Linked DNA regions of Manis pentadactyla: region 1 is linked to region 2. A link is a contact called in public Hi-C data. All regions are on one chromosome and are shown on one strand. Each heading gives the region's core, a stretch centred on a gene start, on an enhancer-like site or on the middle of the called end of the contact. The rest is flanking DNA. Distances are from core to core; before and after follow the strand shown.

The links. A called contact is a pair of places that touch in the nucleus more often than the background predicts.
Region 1: a Hi-C map of fibroblasts shows a contact between it and region 2, with 3 times the contacts expected there. The contact joins the promoter of EFCAB7 here to the promoter of FOXD3 in region 2. A contact is called at or near these places in 2 of 3 Hi-C or Micro-C datasets (fibroblasts and skin fibroblasts).

What each region holds. Positions count from the first base shown.
Region 1 is chr4:52,486,011-52,490,563 of mManPen7.hap1, forward strand. It overlaps EFCAB7 (EF-hand calcium binding domain 7), which reads left to right and starts at 1,411. Exons shown (of 14, transcript XR_008997026.1): 1 at 1,411-1,698; 2 at 3,540-3,727. ITGB3BP (integrin subunit beta 3 binding protein) reads right to left here and starts at 1,359. Exons shown (of 8, transcript XM_057500280.1): 1 at 1,187-1,359. The coding sequence starts at 1,218.
Region 2 is chr4:52,281,709-52,285,808 of mManPen7.hap1, forward strand. FOXD3 (forkhead box D3) reads left to right here and starts at 2,086. Exons shown (of 2, transcript XM_057500273.1): 1 at 2,086-4,100. The coding sequence starts at 3,421.

The sequences.
Region 1 (4,553 bases), core at 161-2,660, 200 kb after region 2:
TATAACGGAACAGGAACATAGTTCAGGAAGTATCACTATTTCTAAACAAATACACACCTGTTTCCAGTAGATTTCTACTTAGCAGGGATTTTGCTACATTATCATTGCAGCTTTGCATTTGTGCTAACAAGGTTATTTTTTTTAGTGCAACAGTAAGAAGACAATTTTTTTGTTTTTTGTTCTGCTTAATTCTGGAAAAAGGAAAACTTCCTCAATAATACATAACTTTTAAGGTCTTAAGTGAAACTTGTTATCTACTGATACCTGTGGATAGGACATCATATTATGTGCTATTTCCTTAGCTGGAAAAGTAGAGACAATAGTAGCCCTGACCACTTAAAGTCCTTTTTAGGATTCAATGAGAAATGTAGGTAAATTGCTAAACAGTACCCAAATTATAATTAAAGAATCAATAAATGTAAATTATTTCTGCACATCTTTCCACTTTCATGTCAATTACTATTTTATATAATATTGCTCCACCACCTCCACTCCGCATTTTGCTACTTGGCATTTTGCTTAACCTGAGTATAATGCAGGAATAAATTACTCAAGAAGTGCATAGAAGGGAGTACTAAGCCAGACTGGGCACAAGGGATAGACAGCCTCCCCTGCTAGACCGGAAAATAACCAAAAAACTAGTGAACTTAAAAAAAAAAGTTTCTGTATGGCAGCAATAAGTAAGAAAGCTGAAGCCCAGAGTTTATGAGTGACTTGCCCAATGCTGGGCAGTTCTTTAGTGAATTGGCTATGCCTCCTCAGCTGAGAGCTGGAATCCAGGTCTCTTGAGATCCAGCCCATGAGCTCTCCCACTAGTTTATATGAACTCAATATACTAATCTAGGCTCTAAAGGGCTTTATCAAATTATAAGGCGTGTTTCAATCTACTGTCTCTTTCTCAGTATGTCAACAGGACGTGAAACAATTTCAAACATCACTAAATACAGCCCACAGCCTATAAAAATTTTCAAGAGCCTTGGAGAATCAGAATTGAAGAGCGTATTCACAAGGACTACCGGATAAGTGCGGCTGGAAGAGAGGCGGAGCTGGTTCAGAGTACCAAGCATCAGGAACTGTTAACGGAGTAGACAAGCTTTTACTCAGAAAGTAGGAAAACGTAAAAGGTAATTGGGCCACACAGTATCTACTCTTCTTGCTCACAGAGGGGCCCGACAAACAGCAGTACCTGAGGAGGAGATACCTACGGCATTTCGACATTGACAAAAGCACCACCACCGCTGGACAAACACCAACGCTACTGACAACAGAACCTTCCGAGGGAAATGCTGGAGCCTGAAAAGCGCGGGCGAGCGGGCACTCGACGCTGTGTCACATTAACGCGGTCCGCCGGAAACACCCTCTCCGCGACAGGGGATCCGAGTGTATGCGGGGACTGGGGGAAGGGAGTCTACGCCTAGGACCGCAACCAGTCCCTGCCAGTAACCTCTCTCATGTCTCTGGCCACAACAGCTCCCTAGAGAGGAGCGCCAGAGCCATCTCTGTTTCCTCTGGATTTACGATCCCTAGATTTCTAGTCGGACCATTTGGGGAGGTGCTCTACATCTTATTTCCGGTGGCGGAGAGGTGCAGTTGCCATGGTAATTAAAGAAAGGCCGAGGTCTGTCCGCCGGCGGGGAGAGGATCTCGGAGTCTGCGAAGAGAATTGGCTGCGCTTCCTCTCGTGTGAGCTGGAGTTAGGTAGCAAACAGCTCGGTGTCTCTGTCTCTTCGCCCGCTTCGTCCCTCACTGTTGGCTGCCTTTTCTCTCATGTGCTTCTTTTACTTCTCTGTCATGCTAACGCTTGTCCATGTGTGTGCCTAACCTGTACATATAAATGTAGTTTTATGCCCAGAGGAATACAAAAATAGATGTTGCCCGAGATCCACAGTGAGCGTATTTCACTGTGTAGGGGACGCTGACTGGATGGCTCTGTTTTCACTCGGCCCTTTAGAAGCCGTAGGCGCTTGTTAACAGTTTATTTTTCTTGCTATTGTGTGGCTGGTTATTTATGGAGCCGTTTGCTGCAATGTACTCTCTAGGCCCCTGTCTTGGTCTCGGGGTGGAGTTTTAAATGCAGGGGGTTGCCAGGCCCGAGGGGTGCAATTATATATTTATTTAAGCCTCAGTTTAGTCTCTCGTCGCAGAAAGGGAAAGAATAGAATTCCGGAACATTTCTGCCGTGGGATTTCCAGATGAGGGAGTCACCTTATTTGACAAGCGTATTCGAGGACAGTCCTAAGAAAAATACTTAACATTTTTAAATGGATTGCTGCAAAATGAACATTCATTCTCCCTTCCTCATTGGAACAGTTTTCGCTCACATTTGTGGGGAGATGCATTCACGCATATGTGTTTAAAACTCTGATGCTTAATTGTAGTAATACCAATTTGCGGTAACCAGACTGTGACACCTCATCCCTGTGGGGGTCCTTCTAAATCTGGTGCAATATGAAAGTGTCAGGCAGGCGGTGTGTGTATTATAAATAGGGTACTTCATCCATGATAAGCGATTATTATCTTTCTTTCCCAAGTGTAAAAGACCTATATAATTCAAGAAGGTGCAAGTGATTGAGGCCTCCTGAGTAAGAATCCAATGAGTCCTGAAGGGGACCCTACCTGTGTCGTTGTCTTGTTGAACTTGAAATATTCAATTTGTTAGGTTGGAATGTATTTTTAGAAGTCAAAGCTGTGTAAAAATAATGTTGGAAGCTGTTAGACCACCAGCACAATTCAGTGCCGCACAGTAACTGTTGTACAAGAATCCTCCACTCAATAATAAAGAAGAAACTGTTATTAAAATTTACTGCCTTTTGCTCCTTACTACTAGATAGGTGACAACTCTGTTCCTCAATTTCCTTATCTGTAAAATGGACCAAAAATACCTGACTACTGCAGTAAGGATAAATCAACACATATGACAGTTCTTTAAGCTCTTAGGAGCAGAGATGCTGTATTAACCCAAAACATTGTTAGTAGTAATGAAACGATAAAATCTCATGGTAAATGCTATAAATGGGATTTTTAAAATTTGGTCATTTTAAATGTGGGACTGCACTTTTGAGATGTTACTGAAATGACTGGTTGATTCTGCTTTGTAGAAGAATGCCAATCACATCATATCCAAATTCTCATTATTGTGGAGTTTCACTTTATCTACAGTTTATTAGCACTTACTATGTGCCCAACACTGTTCTATATGCTTCACATGTATTAACTTATTTCATCCTCATGACAACCCAGTGAAGAGTCTCTTATATAACTGTCCTCTTGTTTTGAGGGAATAGATGTGTGCTTTTCCATTGTCCATGATTCTTCTTTTGTATGGTCATCTTTGTTTTGGCTTTGTTTTTTAAAATTTGGCTTATTCTCACTTAACATATGGCAATTCAACCTTCTGCGTATTATAATGTTTGTCTTTTTTTTCCATTTACAAAAACTCTAATGTCTTGATTTTTTCTCCCCTTTTGAAAAGAAAGGTAACATTTGCATATTAAAGGATTAACATTGACTAAAACAAATTTAAAATTATTTTCCAATAGAATGGCCATCAGTCCCGAAAGTGATGCAGCTTTCTCCATTCAGAAATCAGTGCTTTCAGAGAGTCCTCGAACAAAGAAATGTCCACTAACTGAAGAAGAGATATTTTATAAGAATTGTAGAGCTGCCTACTTAACTGTTTTCAAAAGCAGCTTAGAAAACATCATTTCTAAAGATCAACTTTACTTAGGTAAAAGTTTTTTTAATTTTAAGTATTTTGCCTTATTCACTGAAAGTTAAAAGATCAGAAAGACTGGAATTAGAATTACATTGTTGAATCATCCCAATTTCTTAGTGAAGCTTAAGCAGTGGAACTACATTATATATTATGCCGTTGTTTATAGTTACATATTCTATGAGCTTCAAAATAAAACTTTCAATGTTTACACAAATTATGTTAGTATTTTTAAAGCTTCCATCGATTACTTAAAAATATTTTTTATTCTCATTTTTATACTTAAAGATTTATAATAATAGAATTAAAACACTTTTAGCATCTGAATCACTAGCCTAAATGTGACCTATATTGGAGATAATGTAAAGATTATATAAAAATGGTTTGAATAACTGTAAAAGAGAAGTATTAGCAAAGAAGTGAAATTTTAAGAGATTAAGAATTCTGGTTTTGGTTTTTGTTTGATTTAGTTTGGTTTATGTGGGTGGAGATTATTTGGATTTTTTTGCTTCTGTTCATTATCTCATCTTAAATTACTCTCTGCTGCAAATATCCCCCAAACCAATGAATTTGGTCATTTCCAGATATGTAAGTGACTTGTAGGTCTTTTGTGTGAGAGAATGGTTAACAACAATATCTGATAACACTGAATACTCATTTTATTAGGCTAATTTCATTAAGACTAATAGACTTTATGAGTAGAGAAACTGAATTATTTTGCGAACTATAAAAGCAATTTCCTTAGGTAAAAAATCTGACATGTTTGTAACAATGTCTTCAGTTTATATGCAATAAGATCCTCTATTTGAAGAAATCCATTTTGAGGAATATGAAACTTGAA
Region 2 (4,100 bases), core at 836-3,335:
TCCCTGTACCGCGTGGGGCTCGGTCCCTTCCGCCCCGGCTGCGTCCCGCGGCGAAGGCAGCGGGACCCTTCCTGCCTCCCACCTGGGCTGTTGCTTTGCCTCCTTCCCGCCTCTGGATGTTGCGCTGGCGCTACTGTCCGCCGGGAAGGAGGAAAACAGCGGCGGGTTCCCCAGTCAAGTGGGGTAGCGGGAAAATCCGCAGCCAACGCTGGAAATCGGTATTAAGCCTTTGGGCCGGCACGCCGGACGTCGGGGCCACAGCCAGTAGGTCCTGCACGTCTCATCATTTAGCTAATCGAGTCGAGAAGTTTCTGTAAGGGCCAGACCCGGCATCAGATGGTAACACTGATTGAACAAGAGATTAGCACAATAGATCTCTAACCGAGGGGAAGCGTTACTTTTCACGCTAAGCGCCTTAATTAATGGTATGAATCAATTAATTTGACTTTTATTGTGTGGAAGGAAAAAAGCGCAACAAATGAAACTGGCGACTGGGAGTTGTTCACCCCACCCCCACCTTTACCCCCAGGGAGGTTCCAATAAAACACCAGGGAAGGGACGGATCGGTCCGAGGGAGGGTGAGAGGCAGAGACCAACAGCTCCTAGGGAGTCTGCGATCCAACCCTGTAGGGCAGCGGAATAAAAAACAGGCTCATCTGGAGGTTACTTAGAAGGCTCCCGAAGGCAGTCCCTAGAGCCGCCACCCTTCTGCGCGCATACACGCGCACGCGTCCACACCCTCCCAGCCTCCTAAGCTGCGGTGGGGCCCGCGCCCGCCTCCGCGCCTGCCTCCGGAGCTGGACCGCGGAAGCTGGACAAAAGGAATTTATGATTTTGTAAATTCCGGTTTCTTTTTTCTTTTTCTTTTGGCCTTCCGACCTTCCTTTTGTAGTTACTGGGTTGCTCGGACAGTTGCAGCCGCGACCTCTGCAGCCAGGGGCAGTGGGCAACCAGCTCGCCGCTCCAGTTACTTTCTCCAGAGGCTATCTAGATGGCATTGTAAACGGTTCCGAACCTGCGGGCCACAAAGCGGTTCAGCTGCGGAAATCAACTCAGAGATTCATTTTAGCCTCAGATCAACCCGGGGGGTGATTTATATATATATATTTAAAACATACAAAAGAAAAACCTTGAAGTTTCACGGGCGCCTCAGTGATGGAATAACTGCCCCCACCCTCACCCCAGCCCCAACCAGGAACGTCCTGCGAAGTGGTGATCCAATGAGCTAGTGTTTATATCCAAGAAATTATCTAATGGAGACTGAAGTCAATCTGTGTGTCGCACTGCCTAAAATGAACTAAGTTTACAGATTTTTCTTCGTGTGTCTAGGCTAAGTAGAAGGAACCGTAAGTTAGGCATAGACTGAAGGAATCAGAAGTACTACTTTCCACCAAGAGTTAAATCAATTTTCTAGTGTCTTCTGTAAATATTTTACTAATTATTTCCTCTCCGACTTCCTGCCCTTATGCTCCTTCTCTGGTGGGGTCAGCATTCTCTACCCAGGCCTTAGCAGACAGACTGGGCTCGGGTTCCAGGAGCCCCGTCACACTAGGCAGGCTACAGAGACTCTGGTGAGTTGGCCTAAAAATGCGGGAGGGAAGAGGTGCTGCACCTTGGATTCACCCAGTCCAGGAGCACAACTTGGAGGTGTGAAGTCCACTTGCTCCAGCGATGCCATGCACTCGGAGTCGGTTTGCGGTCCCCCCACACCCCTGCCCCAACCTCTTTAAATCCCCAGTCTTTCCTACCATCACTTACTTCCCTTGCCAAGAAAATTCGGTGTGTACTGGCCACATCCTCGCTTCCTTCTCCACCCGCTCTGCTGCTGGTTTCCAGGGAAGCTAAATCTTGAAGGGTTTAGCTAAGCCTTGAAGGAAAGAATCCACGTTATTAGCAACTGAGTACCCAGCCCACCGGTAAACCCGACCCCCGCGCCCTCCCCAGCTCCCAAGAAGTAGGGCCCCAGCCCAAGGGGAGTCAGTCACACAGTCTCATTCCCGGTGTCGTTCGGCAGTCTCAGCCCTGGTGTGGCGCATAACCTGGAGGCCCAGAAGCCTCTTCCGGGCCCCACTCGACTTACCCAGGCCGCTGCCAATCCCGGCTCCTTCCCCAGCGCCTCATTTCCGACTTTTTCACATGCTAAGTCTTTTAACAACTCCGAGCAGCTTGTTACGTTTTCTATATTTATAGGTTCCCTGTTACTTTACGTCGTTTTTATTTCTCTCGGCAACTATTCTAATAGATTATTCAATGGCCATTTTCTGACCTTCGGGATCCCCAGCTGATGTTGGACGCACGGGGGAAAAAAAATGTATATATATATATAAACACTCCCACAGCTAGCCGGGAAAGCAAAGGCTGGGGCCCGGGTTGTTTGGCTTTGGGGGCAGGGGAGCGCGTGCAATCAGTGGGTGTTGCCGCCGAATAAGCACTGAAGCAGGAGGGTTGGGGGTCTTAAGTCCAATTAGCAAAACGGAGCCGGATGCGCATCTCTTACTCTTTAGAGCTAAAAAGAATAAAAACACAAAGAAAAAACAGATACTACCAAGCTCTGTCGCCCAGTCCCTTCCTAAGGAGTGTTGGCAAAGGGGACAGGGGAAAGGCAGAAATGCAGCCGGGTCCGCCTGACGCTCACAGGCCCACGCCCTCGCTTGCTCACACCCATCCTTCCGCACTGACACCCACAGGCTCCCTCAACCCCAGCGCAGAGCTCCAGCCTAGGCTGGGGTCCCGGGGCAGGCCAGGGCGCCCTCGGGGGTCCACGGGACGCTGGCGCACGGTGCGGCGCTGAGTTGAGCGTCCCTCATCCCTTTGTTGACAATTCCCTGAACCAACTTGAGTTTGGCCGGCACCGCAGCGGCCCTGACGTCACGCGCGGTCACGTGGCCCCGCCTCCCACTGGATCTTTAAGTAGAAAGTAATCTATCAGGCCAGTCCTTAAAACGGGACTTTCGACTACGGGGGCTTCGGCGTCCCTGACACCCCCTCCCTCGTTGCCCCTGCCCGCGCCCTCCCGAGCTGCTTGGTGCCCGGCGTCCCGCGCCCACCCGCCTGTACCGCTCCTTCTCCCCACGCCCGGGCCAGAGGCCGAGGAAGGCGGGCGAAGTAAGGGGGCGCGGCGTGAAGAAGCAGCCGGGGCCGGCAGCAGCAGCAAGCGCCTAGTACCGAGCGCCAGGGACAGCAGGAGTTTGCGGAGCGCGCCCGCGGGGGGCGGCCCGCAGCGCCCGCGCCGCGCAATGCTGCGCCGCCAAGAGTGAGCCAAACCGGGAGGGCCCCGAACCACCTAGGTCCCCCTCCCCTCTCCCAGACCCCCGTCTTTCGGGGCGCCCAAATCCCCTTCCCCTGATCTCAACGGCAGCCCCTGACGACCCCCATCGCCTGCCGCTCCTTCTCCTCCGCTGCCACCAACCCCGAGGAGGGATGACCCTCTCCGGTGGCGGCAGCGCCAGCGACATGTCCGGCCAGACGGTGCTGACGGCCGAGGACGTGGACATCGATGTGGTGGGTGAGGGCGACGACGGGCTGGAGGAGAAGGAGAGCGACGCGGGCTGCGATAGCCCCGCGGGGCCGCCGGAGCTGCGCCTGGACGAGGCGGACGAGGTGACGCCGGCGGCACCCCACCACGGGCAGCCTCAGCCACCGCACCAGCAGCCCCTGGCATTGCCCAAGGAGGCGGCTGGAACCGGGGCCGCACAAGGGGGCGAGGCGGGCCCTTCCGAGGCCGACGGCTGCAAGGGAGGAGTTGGCGGCGAGGAGGGCGGCGGGAGCGGCGGCGGGCCGGGTTCGGGCAGCAGCGCGCCGGGCGGCTTGGCTCCGAGCAAGCCCAAGAACAGCCTGGTGAAGCCGCCCTACTCGTACATCGCACTCATCACTATGGCTATCCTGCAGAGCCCGCAGAAGAAGCTGACCCTGAGCGGCATCTGCGAGTTCATCAGCAACCGCTTCCCCTACTACCGGGAGAAGTTCCCCGCCTGGCAGAATAGCATCCGCCACAACCTCTCGCTGAACGACTGCTTCGTTAAAATCCCCCGCGAACCGGGCAACCCGGGCAAGGGCAACTACTGGACCCTGGACCCGCAGTCCGAGGACATGTTCGACAA